2 separate regions of the Zea mays genome follow, and region 1 is linked to region 2. A link is a contact called in public Hi-C data. All regions are on one chromosome and are shown on one strand. The core of a region is the stretch at or near the end of the contact, and the rest is flanking DNA. Distances in the headings are between cores, read along the strand shown.

The links. Hi-C and Micro-C count contacts between places; a contact is called where the count stands out from the background.
Region 1: a Hi-C map of tassel shows a contact between it and region 2, with 2.5 times the contacts expected there. The contact joins the promoter of LOC103647597 here to the promoter of LOC100191472 in region 2. A contact is called at or near these places in 2 of 25 Hi-C or Micro-C datasets (bundle sheath and tassel).

Annotation. Positions count from the first base shown.
Region 1 is chr2:200,258,190-200,265,369 of Zm-B73-REFERENCE-NAM-5.0, forward strand. LOC103647597 (Ycf49-like protein) reads right to left here and starts at 2,635. Exons shown (of 5, transcript XM_008672107.4): 1 at 2,240-2,635; 2 at 2,060-2,138; 3 at 1,710-1,778; 4 at 1,216-1,358; 5 at 758-974. The coding sequence starts at 2,478. The coding sequence ends at 1,251. It overlaps LOC100193061 (DEAD-box ATP-dependent RNA helicase 7), which reads left to right and starts at 2,538. Exons shown (of 14, transcript XM_008672106.3): 1 at 2,538-3,235; 2 at 3,677-3,811; 3 at 3,905-4,045; 4 at 4,136-4,247; 5 at 4,475-4,545; 6 at 4,630-4,784; 7 at 4,868-4,979; 8 at 5,293-5,394; 9 at 5,469-5,529; 10 at 5,611-5,782; 11 at 5,873-5,969; 12 at 6,058-6,152; 13 at 6,235-6,368; 14 at 6,568-7,031. The coding sequence starts at 2,723. The coding sequence ends at 6,782.
Region 2 is chr2:200,122,798-200,129,265 of Zm-B73-REFERENCE-NAM-5.0, forward strand. LOC100191472 reads left to right here and starts at 2,045. Exons shown (of 1, transcript NM_001367458.1): 1 at 2,045-4,038. The coding sequence starts at 2,075. The coding sequence ends at 3,958. It overlaps LOC100282633, which reads left to right. Exons shown (of 9, transcript NM_001155541.1): 6 at 27-136; 7 at 228-327; 8 at 651-774; 9 at 861-1,255. The coding sequence ends at 989. LOC103649211 reads left to right here and starts at 5,397. Exons shown (of 1, transcript XM_020549368.1): 1 at 5,397-6,050. The coding sequence starts at 5,397. The coding sequence ends at 6,050.

The DNA of each region.
Region 1 (7,180 bases), core at 1,385-3,884, 140 kb after region 2:
ACTCCTAGTCGGTCCTAGTCGTTTCCTGGCCATCCTAGTCTAGTAGTTATATTTATATAGCTATATATATAAATGTACATGTATACAACTACATTATATAAATTAGAAAGTCACTACTTAGCACAGGCTTAGAATTAGAGCAGCCAGCAACCATCCACTAATTTGGCAGAACTGCAGAGAAGGGGGAGAGCAGGAGGAACCTTGAGATGACGAGCTCATCTCCTCAGTGGTGCAGGCCTGCTGGAACTTGGGAAGGGGCAGGGTGGGGACTGCAGCTAGTGAACCTTAAGACAGTCACCGCATGTGGAGACTGCAGCAGGCGAGCAGGAAGGGGCAGGGTGGTGTAGCCGCTGATGATGTAGCTCTACACCACCCTCTGATGATGTAGTCGCCGATGAGCTATAGGTTTGAAGGGGCAGCCACCGGCGACCAAGTGTGAATAAGGGCTAGAACAGTCGAGCTAGCAAGAGAGGAGAGTAGGAGACGTAGTGCACTGTTTGGCGGCTAGGTATTGCAAGGAGAGGAGAGGGTAGTCCAAAGTATACTGTAGATGGGTTGAAAATGGCCCAATAACAAAAACCCTAGCCAGGATGACAAGGAAACAGTAATCGGGCGATTAATCGCCCTAATCAACGATTAGTCGGACGACCAAGACGACCAGCCTATCTAGTCGAGTCGTCCAGCTAATCGAGCCCAAATAGCCGACCAGCCCGACTTCGGACGACTTGAAATCATTGATACAAAGTACGATAAAGAGTAAAATAAAAGGCTGCTGGAGATAGTCTAAAACTGTAACCGGATTCAGGGTTTACTATCACAGGTATTTACAGGAGAGACGCAACTTTGTTCTTCTTCAACTCCATCACAATCATACTGTTTCACAAGGTAAAACCAACCGACCGGCTATCTGTATCTTCTCCTATCATCGTCTCAGGCTCTCAGCAACGTCAATCTTCAAATGCGGCTGAGCATCCCTACAAACAAAGAACATTCCTGACTTCCTGAGTGCAGTGTGCAGTGAAACATGATTTGAGTTCCAGACATTGTCTTTTATCTTGGCCCCTGAGAAATAATACTACAGCAGAGGATGCATATTGCTGTGAAAGGTTGTCCTTTCCAATAAACTTTTATCTAATGGGCCAAAAAAAAAACAACAATCAAATAGTTCTCCATTCTCATCCATGTCAGAGAAACGCAAGCTCCATATCTCATCACCTTGCCAAACCGGCTGTAAGATCCAATCTTGCAGCCTACGAAGTTTTTGAGCCTTCCTGGGATGCTTTGAATATGCGGTATGCAGCTATGCACATTGTTATGTTACCAACCACTGTCAGAGCACCTTGAAGGGCTACAAGAACCTGTGGGTCAAGCAAGAAAACCATTATCACGAAGGCAAACAATACGAGCAGAAGATCTGTTTCAAATGTTGGGTTGTACTTTTGTCTATTTTCATGAAAACTCCGAAGGGTTAACATGTGTAATAATTATGTCATCATAAGAAGTAGTAAAACATGACTGCATAAGGATCTCAGCGAAAAGAATATCTGAAAATAGTCGCTGGTCTACACTAATCAATGTTTCATTCATAGCAGGAACACAATGGCATCTCACAATCAAGAACATAAAAATTGGGGACAGATACGTTTGATAATCATATCAGCAAACAACAAACACGAAACTGCACTTTTAACCCAAAGGAAATATCTTACTTCAAGAGACTCTGAATTGTAGAAGAAATGCCACGTGCAAGCACACATTGCTCCACCTAGAAGTGGAACCTATTCGGCAGAAATGAAAATTTGTCAGTCAATAAAACGTAACATAAGCAGTGTCAAAACAGTTGGAAATTTATGAACATATGAACTCCCTAAATAGCAAAGTTCTGCAAATAGAAGAAATACATAAAAGTTTCTTCTGCTCAAGACGACACTGAAGTGAACCGTTTCTACGACAAAATCTTAAAACATCGCAATCTGTAGTTCTACAGGCGGGATAGAGAAGAACCACCACACATTTCTTCAGCAAACGATATCTTAGCTACGACGAAATTTACGCTCACCATCCCCCACGAGAGGCCTTTCCAACCCTTGAGCCCCGTCTTCTCGCCGTAGTCCCAAACCAGCCACATCGCCGTCACCCTGCAACGCAAATCCCCGTCAGGGATTCAGACATTCACTCCTCACAGAGCTTACAGGCGCGGAAGCAGTTGTTGCTAGCCGGTAGCAGAGAGAAGCGGCACCACTCGGCGACGCTGGAGACGTGGACGGCCCAGGTGGGCAGCGAGAGCGCGTTCGCCGGCTCGGACAGCGCGGCGAGCGCCGGTGGTGAGGCGGCCGCGGCCGCCGCCACGGCAGCAGCTGCCGCCAGGCCCATCCCACCTGTCAGACGGACTGCGGAGGACGGTCTCCGCTGCTTACGTCGAGGTGGCGGCGGAGGACCGGAGGGCGCTAGCGTTGCCACGAGCCGGAGGGATGCCATTGGAGCCGGAGGTTGGCGCTAGCGCTACCGTCCGTGAACGGTCAAAAATATCAGTGGCAACGTCAGCACTCGAACCTGTCTTGCGGTCGGTCACGTGCCCCTCACGCGCTGCACTAGGGTTTCCGCAGCATATCTAAATACTGGAGCACCCCCGTCCGATCTCCCCCTCTTTTCCGGCTGCGCCTTCCCCTCGCAGCCGCCAGTCCTCAACGCCACTATCAGCAGCCACCGCCCGTTACTTGTGATGTCTCCCGCCCTCGCCGCTGCCGTGGAGCCCATGGCCGTCGACGACTCCGCCTCCAAGAAGGCCAAGCGCAAGCAGCTCAAAGCCGCTGCCGCCGCCGCCGCCGCGGAGGCAGAGGAGGAGGCTGCTTCGGCCAAGAAGAAAGAGAAGAAGGAGAAGAAGCGGAAAGCGAAGGAGCCGTCCCCTCCGCTCCCGTCGGCCGCATCATCTGGCGAGGAGAAGAGCAGCACCAGCTCCGAGGAGACAGCCCCCACCGCGAAGAAGGCGAAGAAGGACAAGACGAAGAAGAATGTCGAGGTCTCGTCTTCAGCCTCAGATGACGACGGCGAGATCACGGCCGGCAGCGACGAGGACCCCGCGGACCCGAACGCGCTGACGAACTTCAGGATATCGGAGCCACTGAGGCAGAGCCTCAGGTCCAAGGGGATCAAGGCACTGTTCCCCATCCAGGCCACCACTTTCGACCTCGTACTCGACGGCAGCGACTTGGTTGGCCGAGCGCGCACCGGTCAGGTGAGAAGCCGTTCCGAATTGTGATTCATTTGTTTACAAGGTGTAGTCCTTATTACTTGGCATGCATAGCTCTTTGAATTGCTAGCAGACTGTTCCTGCTCGTACACTTGAATGCTTTGCTTGATGAGCGACATGGAAACTTTTCTGTGTCTTAATGAATTCAAGTAGAATTTGATTTTGAACAAAAGATGGTTGCATTATGTTGCTCTGTCTGAACAGTATTAATGCATACAATAGCTTGGAGGTGAATTGGTGTTTCTGCCAGATAGCTATATTCAGTATAGAGTTATGATTATGTAAGTGCTGGATAGAAATATTCTCAAGAAATTCCCTGAATTTCTCATTTTGATGTACTTGACAAGTGGTGGCCATGAGGAACACCATTGCTCTTTTATAGTATATTTCTCTGAAAACCTGTATGACAAATGTTATTTCCTACAGGGAAAAACTTTGGCTTTTGTCTTGCCCATATTGGAATCTTTGGTTAACGGGGCAAATAAGGCATCTAGGCGGACTGAACATGGCAGGACCCCAAGTGTTCTCGTTCTGCTACCAACAAGAGAGCTGGCCAATCAGGTAAAATCTTGCATCTGTACCTGATTCAAGAAATTGGAATCTTTTGCACATGTTTTTTTTTTGACATAAATGCATCATTAAAATGAACTTCAGGTGCATGCCGACTTTGAGTTTTATGGTGCAACATTTGGGCTTTCTGCATGTTGTGTGTATGGGGGTTCACCTTATCGTCCTCAAGAAATGGCATTGAGAAGAGGCGTGGACATTGTTGTTGGAACTCCTGGTCGTATCAAGGTGATTATCATGTCTTTGTTGATACCTCCAACCCATTGTATCGTGAGCTCATTTTCTTGTTTTCTTATGCATGCTATATTACTTGTGCAGGATTTTATTGTAAAAGGAACTCTCAACTTGAAATGCTTGAAGTTCCGTGTCCTTGACGAAGCTGATGAGATGCTTAACATGGGCTTTGTTGATGATGTCGAGCTCATTCTTGGTATGCTCACTTGTCAGTTTCTAGTATTGCAGGTTCTTATATACAATTTTTTTTACAACATAAATGAGTACAAATGAGCTAACTGTTTTCTTTATACCTTTTTATTTACTAGCCACCTGCTTTTTAAATGGATCAATTAACATGGTTTTCAAATGGAGCATTTAACAGTGTTGGTTAGCTTTCTGTTTGATGCATTTAATCACTCCTGCTAATATATATATGAACAGGCAAGGTAGAAGATGCTACCAAAGTACAGACACTTCTGTTCAGTGCCACTCTGCCAGATTGGGTGAATAAGGTAAGACCATCTTATATGACTTCTCTATTTTAAATATTTTTCCAGTGTTTTGTGAGCTGAAAATGTGATCTGGAATTATTGTAGCTCTCTATGAGGTTTCTGAAAGTTGACAGGAAAACAGTTGATCTTGTCGGTAACGAGAAACTGAAGGCCAGTGCATCTGTTAAGCACCTTGCTCTTCCTTGTAACAAGGCAGCAAGGGCACAACTTATTCCAGATATTATCCGATGTTACAGCCAGTATGTACTACCCATAAATGGTTGTCTTTTTTCAGTATGCCATTTGATTTTCGTTGACTTTGCTAAACTTTTCTTTGCTTCAGTGGAGGCCGAACCATTATCTTCACTGAGACGAAGGATTCTGCATCAGAGCTTTCTGGTTTGATTCCTGGATCCCGTGCCTTGCATGGAGATGTTGTGCAAGCTCAGCGTGAAGTATGTGAATTCTTCTTTGGTCACATATCAATGTGATAATACAATTGATTAATTCACAATACTGTCTGTATAACATTGCCTTTCTGAATGTTATTGGTATGTGTGTACTGTGTTTATAATTCATGCTGATGTATAATACTACACCAGTAAAGTATACCATTAAAAATCGGAAATGTTCTAATCCTTTATAACTTGACGCTATCAACTGTTATACTCTATTTAAATTTTGTTTGTTATAATCCTTTTCCCATTCACATTATAGAAGTTGCAACTTACAAGGTGCAGATATTTGATGTGTTTTTGGATCATTTAGGTCATTCTTGCTGGATTTCGTAGCGGGAAGTTCCAGGTTTTGGTTGCTACAAATGTGGCGGCTCGTGGTCTGGATATTAATGATGTGCAGCTTATCATTCAGGTATGACCTGTTTTGCAGTTGAGTAATTTCTAATAGGTAGGTTAAGTTCTTATGTTTGCATTAAAACCTTCCAGTGTGAACCTCCCCGTGACGTTGAAGCTTACATACACCGGTCAGGTCGGACAGGGAGAGCAGGTATGCTAAATATTATCATGTTTATTTTTGTATAGTATTGTTTATAATTGCTTCCTGTTAATGGAATCATTTGATTTTCAGGTAATACTGGTGTTGCTGTCATGCTTTATGAGCCCAGATATAAGTACAGTGTCAGCAGACTAGAAAGGGAATCTGGGGTTAAGTTCGAACATATCTCTGCACCACAACCTACTGATGTAGCACAATCTGCTGGCAGTGAAGCTGCAGATGCCATTGCGAGTGTGTCAGACAGGTAAGATATTTCCACGATCATTTTGGGACAAGCATGCTTCTTTTGTATATTGGTTTGTCATTAATCATGTGGATGGGGGATGCCGTGCAGTGTTATTCCTGTCTTCAGGCAGCAAGCAGAGCAGTTGCTAAGCTCTTCCACTCTGTCTGCGGCTGACTTGCTTGCCAAAGCTCTTGCAAAGGCAGTTGTAAGTTGCTTTCTCGTTCTACATTTCCAGGTTTCTGCTCTGCTCTAGATATTGGCAGCTCCGTAACTAACAGAAATATGTACCTTAGGGTTACACGGACATAAAGAAAAGGTCATTGTTGTCTTCAATGGAGGATTACGCTACACTACATCTTCAAACTGGCAGACAGATGTGGTCACCTGGGTAAGTGACTGGTAATTTGTGCTTCTGGTTCACGAGGGTCATCTGATCTTCTGATTAAATGGAAATCCTTTTATGCCTGCAGGTTTGCTTTTACTATATTGAAAAGGTTCATGCCAGAAGAGAAACTTGCAGATGTAAAGGGTGCAACCCTCACGGCTGATGGAACGGGGGTTGTATTTGATGTTCCTGCAGCAGATGTTGAAGATTACATTCAAGGTATAATGGACCTTCTCTTGTTCGTGAAATAATTAAGCATGAAAATATTTTACTGATGTGCTCTTAGAATCCTCTCTCTTGTTATGCAATTCAAATAAGGCAGCTGAGGTGTCGGTACCATTTTCTAAAATCCGTCTATGATAACTTTTCTGCATATGGGGCACCACTCTAAACACTACATACATGATCGATCCTGCAGCTTCGGAGAATGCCGCACAGGTGACAATTGATGAAGTCCAGCAATTGCCACCCTTGCAAGAGAAGCAGCAGCAGCAGTCAAGAGGCAACTCGGGGGGAGGAAGATTTGGCCGTGGAGGTGGCGGGAGATTCTCTGGTGGTGGCCGTGGGGGCGGCTTCGGTGGTGGCGGAAGAGGCAGAGGTGGTGGTGGCGGCAGGGGGAGGCGGCGGCAATAGATTTAACAGGAGGAATTAGAAGCTGCTGCAATCTTAACGGACGTTTCAGTGACGTAGTTTTGAGGAAGAGGGGGAGGGAATATTCTCAGTTTTGGCTGCAATTGTATCGGGTTTTGTTTATTTGTTAGCGTTCGTCAACGAGAATACGACACACATTTTTGCCAACGCAAGAATTCGCGTTTATCTACTCGAAATCAACCAACGTGTTATTACTAAGTAAAGCTATAAACCTATTGTTTTAACTTGACATGGATGCTGACTCGGTCTCCTTTGGTCAGAAAGTGTAGTTTCTATTTTTTTTCTGCGTCGTGTCAGACGTTTTGATGTTTACCGTTTTTTTTTAAAAAAGCGTATTGTTTATCTATTTTTATTATTTTAAGATCCAAAATGAACGGTGA
Region 2 (6,468 bases), core at 795-3,294:
TATATTTGTTTGTTTGTCTCAAACAGGGGATTGGGTCCTTGGGGTCCAGGTCTAGTACAGAGATATACCAGTGCCAGGTTTGGTACAAGTTCTACTGGTGAATTACTAACAGATGAAGAATCGGCATTGATGACAGGTATTCTTTTTTTGGTTAACTAACCCAGTAAATGCATTGTTTCTTGCTATAGTTGCAACTGAACCTTATAGTTGTTTTATCTTGTGTGAAGATTATATGTACCATACGTTAGCTGCCAAAGCTAGTGGAGAGCTGTGCTTGAAATATATATTTTCCTTCGGGGCATTTGCAAGGAAACCTCTTCTGCAGTGGTTAGCTTCTTATACTTATCTAATTATGTATAACTGTTCTCTGATAGTGATCATGCACAATTACAATAATTAGTCTCTTGAAGTCATGGAATTCAATCATTTTAGAGATCATATCCAAGAGCAGCGATGTGAGCCTGCATGATATCTGTAAATTAGTTTTCATGTGGAAATTATATTATCACGTCAATTGGGACGGTTAATTCTAGATGCAACAAGTTGTCCAAACAAGCATTCTGAATGTCAATGAAAGCATCATTTCATTTGGAGTCAATGGAGTCTCTGTGATGTATAGTGATTCTTTACTGTCCTCTAACTTGCAACAGCGCGTCCGATTGGAAAGTGCCGACTACTTTCATATATGGGCAGCAAGATTGGATGAACTACCAAGGCGCTCAGCAAGCACGGAAGGACATGAAAGTTCCTTGTGAAATAATCAGGGTGCCGCAGGTAAAACTTTCATGCTGGCAGTGTTACATAGTCACGAATTTTACAATACTGGTTCAGGACTAAACTTCAGTTGTCATGTGCTGCAGGGTGGACATTTTGTGTTCATAGACAACCCTTCAGGGTTCCACTCGGCTGTCTTCTATGCGTGCCGTAATCTTCTATCAGTAAATGGAGAGGAGGGATTCACATTTCCTGATGGCCTAATATCTGCGTGAAGTGGCATGTTCAACAAGCTTGCTCAACAACAGTTTACATAAAGCAAAGATATACGATTGTGGAAATCATTGCCCATTTCCACCAATTTGCTTGTATACGGATTATGCTGTGTATATATTACATAACAAATGTATTAGTATCATTTAATGCACGATTTGTGAAAGGGCCTGAGTTTGTATTTAGCGAATTTTAGGTTGGTTTTTTTCCCTTTTTCTTCTTTCAGTGCGCTTGCTAGTCAATCCCATACTATAAGCCGTGATCATTTTTTGTTTATGTCTCATAATATAAGGCACATCTCACTACACACGTTTATCGATGCAGTGATATATAGGGAATTAAATACAATTTTTGGTTTTTAAATCAGAGGTGGTTACTGGAACCGAGGGAGTAACGCAGAAAGCACCTCTCTATTTTTTTTATCATGTTTGGTCTTCTAAAATTCGACTCTATCTATTTCAAATTATAGTAAGGCGTTTTAGCTTTTCTAATAAGTATATATTTTCTATATACATTTTGATATATGCTATGGTATAAAATTAATTATACTTGGACGGCAGCTCACACAAACACAACACAAGGCCTGTTTGGTTTAGCTTTTTTCTGACCAGCTTTTCTGAAAATCTGGCTGTGAGGAGAATCTGGCTGTGGGGAGAATCTGAGTATCATTACGACTACGTGTGTAGGAAGATAAAGTTGTTCATAGGACTCAGGATCTAGAAAGTGATGGATTCCTGCTATTACAATGACTTAACCGATTATGTGTTTATGTGGATTTTGGATGGTTTTTGCCCCAACGAATTTTATAAAAACTGGCTGAAAATCTAAGTGTTTAGCAGTCCGCAACAGCTTTTGGTGGCCAAAAGCTGCCAGAAGCTGAAACAAACAGGCTCACAAACAGTCAACCTTTCTTCCCAGTCGGCCAGTCCCCTCTCTCTGGCGCCTGGCGGTCTGGCCTAAGCCCACATGCCGCTGGACTGGTTGCGCAACCTTTCTCATCAGTCCCCTCTCTCTGGTCTACTCAGACTTCTTCGATGAGCCTAAACCCACATGCTGCTGGTCGCGCTGCTGCACGGGGTAGGAGAGCATGGCGCCGGGGGGTGGCACTTCGGCGGCCGGCCTCGTCGCCGCCACCTCCCGGATTGCCTCCCTCGGCCGCGCGGGCGACGCGGCCTCCGCGCGCGCCATGTTCGACGCCATGCCGCGGCGCGACGCCGTAGCCTGGAACGCCATGCTCACCGCCTACGTGCGCGCCGGGCAGCCGCGCGACGCACTCACGCTCTTCTCCCGCGCGCCCGCGCCCGACGCGTTCTCGCTCACCGCCGCGCTCTCCGCGGCCGCGGCACTCCGAAGCCCCGTCGCCGGAGCGCAGTTGCACGCCCGCCTCATCCGAGCTGGCCTGCGGGCGCTACTCCCAGTGGGCAACACGCTCGTCGACATGTACGCCAAGTGCGCCCGCGCTGACGACGCGGCGCGCGCATTCGGTGAGATGCGCGAGCGCAATGCGCTGTCCTGGTGCTCGCTCCTGCATGCCTACGTCGTGTCAGACCACCTGATGCTCGCACAGGAACTGTTTGATCAAATGCCCAACAGAAATAATGTCGCCTGGAACACGTTGCTTATGGGGTATTCGCGCAGTGGCAATGCTAACCAGTGCTTGCTTCTCTTCAACAAGATGCGGGCGGAGGGGATGGCCTGTGATGGGGCAACACTCTGCATTCTCGCTGATGCTTGCACCGAGCTGGCCCATCCATCTGCTGGTTCTGCAATTCACAAGGTTGCAGTGCAGAGTGGATGGAGTGCAATGGCCGAGGTCAGTAACTCCCTGATTTCCCTGTATAGTAAATTCAGTTTGCTTGACGATGCCGTGCGGATCTTTGAGTCCATGGAGGTGCGGACGATTGTATCGTGGAATTCACTGATTGATTCTTACATGAAGCTTGGCTGTGTAGAAAAAGCCACTTCTCTATTCAGACGTGTACCTGAGACTAATGTCATCTCCTGGACTGCGATGATCGGAGGCCTCGCAAGGAACGGCTGTGCTGATGAAGCACTCGCGCTATTTATTGTGATGCTGGCACACGAACACATCCATCCAGATGACTTCACATTTGGGAGTGTGCTGCATGCTTGTGCTACTGCGGCATCTCTAGCAAGTGGAAGGATGGTCCACTGTAGGGCGTTCCGAAGTGGGTTTGCGGCCTACTTGTACGTGGCCAACAGCTTGATGGACATGTATGCCAAGTGCGGGGATGTGGAGGGTGGTACTAATGTGTTCGGTGCCATCGTCAACAAGGATCTGGTCTCATGGAACACGATGTTGTTTGGATTTGCAATAAATGGATGGGCCAACGAAGCACTGGTGGTGTACGACAGCATGAAATCCCATGAAGTCTGCCCCGATGAGGTGACATTTGCAGGTTTACTCACAGCCTGTAACCACTCTGGTCTTCTGGAGCATGGGGAAAGCTTCTTCGAGTCAATGGTGTCTGTTCATGGAATTCAGCCAAAGCCAGAGCATCTGTCTTGCATTCTTGACATGTATGCAAGATCAGGGAACATTACAAAGGCTATGGAGATGTTGGATCTTTATTCAGAAACGATTCGGGCACATAACAGTGACATACGTGAAGCTCTGCTTAGCGCATGCTCTTTGGAACACCTGAATTTCAGGGTTGCGAGGAAGGCGATGGAAGACATGGTAGCGACCAAGTCTGCGGGAGACGTGGGCTATGTCATGCTGTCCAACTTATTCTGTGCCGCTGGGCAGTGGAACCAGGCTGAGCAAGTGCGAATAGCAATGGCTGAGCACGGCATCAAGAAGACACCTGGTTGTAGCTGGATCGAAGTCCAAGGTGCTGTTAAGGTTTTTGCATCAGGTGCACAAGATCTTGATCATTCAGGTTCTGTATTGGATGTTATTAGCTTGTTGGATGAAGAGATGACAAATAGCATGTATTTTGATTTGTAGTCGTATGTATAGGTCATCAGTCATCACAGCGTCCCGCACTGTGAGTGTTATTATTTCCAAATGGAACTTTCTTCGTTTCCACATACGCTCCACGGCAAAGAAGTTCTAAGGTAATGCTCTAGTCAAAACCTCTCTAAAACTAATAGTTAGTCAGTTAAAATTAGCTGAGAGGTTTAGAACATATTAGTTAATGGACTAGCTAATTGTTAGTTATACCCTTAAATAGTTGTTAATTGTTAGCTACCTCAACCCAGCTAAAACCGGCTAATAGGTGACAAATTGCCCCTAACCGTTTTTACCTACCAGCTTATCAGGTAAAGGGATATGAGTAGTAATAACATTTTTAGCTTATAAGAATAATATATTAGCTTCAGATTTAGAACACCCCTAGCTAATAGTTAGGCTACCTCGCGTCCTCTGCCTCACCGTCGGCGCCGGCCACATGGTCAATGCTTTCCATGCAGCGGGAACCAAGGACACCACTAGGGTCGACCTCGTCGACTTTCCACTGCTGGTCCATCGCACAGATCCCCGCTACCTCCTGTTCTCCGACGGCACCTTGGACCTCGCGTTCTCGGATGACCCCTCGGCCACCTCCGGTGTGCTCTTCCCGTCCTGCCTCGCGAGAGGCTGAGCGTGCCATCCGCCGCGGTGGCGACATTGCGCTCGTGTTGGACCAGGAGATTGAGGCCACCGTCGTCGCCACACTATTCAAGAGATCGTGTCGTGGATGTGAAAGATGTCACATTGGATGGCTCTTAGGTTAGGCTACTAATCATGTAGAGTAATGGCACTACTTCAGATACATTTTGATCCATGTCCATTCACTTCCTGTATTAACATGAATTATAATTAGTATATATGATGGTACCTATATGTGTATCTAAAGTTTGTGTTAGGATGTAGTTGTGAAGGTATGACAATAATGGTGGCATTTATGTTTGAGAATGATAATATGTATATGTGTATCTGAAGTTTATGTTTGTGTATAATAAAACATCTATGCTGACATGGTTAAATAATCTCTTCTTTACTACTAATATAAAGGATCGGTTTCAACGATTCGATGGTTTGTCGTCTTGTGTGACATTTTTGCACAAACCTCCCTCATATTTCCTTTTATCAACCCGATGCCCTCTCCTCCCTCATCCCCACGCCCCCTCTCCCATCCACTTTTCGACAACCGCATGCAAACGCCTTCTGTGCCTTTCTCTCGCAACAAATGCATGTGCCACCGGTCTTGCAACAAATTCAAGCTCCACTGGTCTCCTCTCCCTCACGAATGTGGATCTCTTGCGCCAGCAGCCACTACTCCACCTTCATCCGGATTATTTAATTCCTAATCAGCACGTAATGAGGAGTGGAGGACTGAGGAGGACAATCCAATCTATGACCGCCTCTATCGTGCGCTCGCCGATGGTGATTAATTGATGGGTACATGGCACGACTAGTCACGCACGTCTCCATAGCGCTAGCCGCCATCGCCGCACTCTCACTCTTATACCTCTTGCGCCCCACATCCATCTACTGCTTCCCTGCGTCCCACCCACTCGCCCTCACCATCTCGCACACTCCATTCCCCTCCACCTCTTGTGATGCCACCTCATGTCGAGTGGTCCCATCTAACCACCGCCTTGCTAAGCTTTGTGCTTCCCCGTGCTGGAGATACCATGCCACTTCCCTGTCTACATCCATGTTCCTACCACTCTATGGCATCGACATCCTCGTTGCCCCTTCTCGCGTCCTCTGCCTTGCCGCCAGTGTCGGCCACACAGTCGATGATTTCCACGCTGCGGGAACCAGGGACACCACTTGGGACCTCATCGACTTCCCACTGCTAGTCCACCACGTGGACCCCCACGACCTCCCATTCTCTGACAGCGCCTTCGACCTTGTGTTCTCAGATGACCTATCGGTGACCTCCGACTTGCTCTTCCCATCCCGCCTCGCAAGAGAGGCTGAGCATGTCGTCCGTCGTGGTGGCGGCATTGCACTAATGCTGGACCGAGAGGTTGAGGATGTCGTTGTTGCCACATTATTCAAGGGATCGCGTGTCGTGGATGTGAAGGATGTCATATTGGATGGCTCTTAGGTTAGGCTACTGATCATGCAGAGTAATGCACTACTTCAGATACATTTTGATTCATGTTCATTCACTTCTTGTATTGCTGTATCTCAATGATGCCACCCAATGAATTTGAGGAAGGTAGCTATGAACATGAATTATAATTAGTAGAGATGATGATACCTATATGTGTATCCGAAGTTCGTGTTAGGAGGCAGTTGTGAAGGTATGACAATAATGACGATGTTTATGTTTTAGAATGATAATATGTATATGTGTATCTAAAGTTTATGCTTGTGTATACAATAAACAACTATGCTGACATGGTTAAATAATCTCTTCTTTACTATTATTATAAAGCACCAGTTTTAATGGTTTGATGGTCGTCCTGTGGGGGACAGATATCCCTTGGGTCCACTAGAAGGCAAGAAGGCCTCGTGAAAGG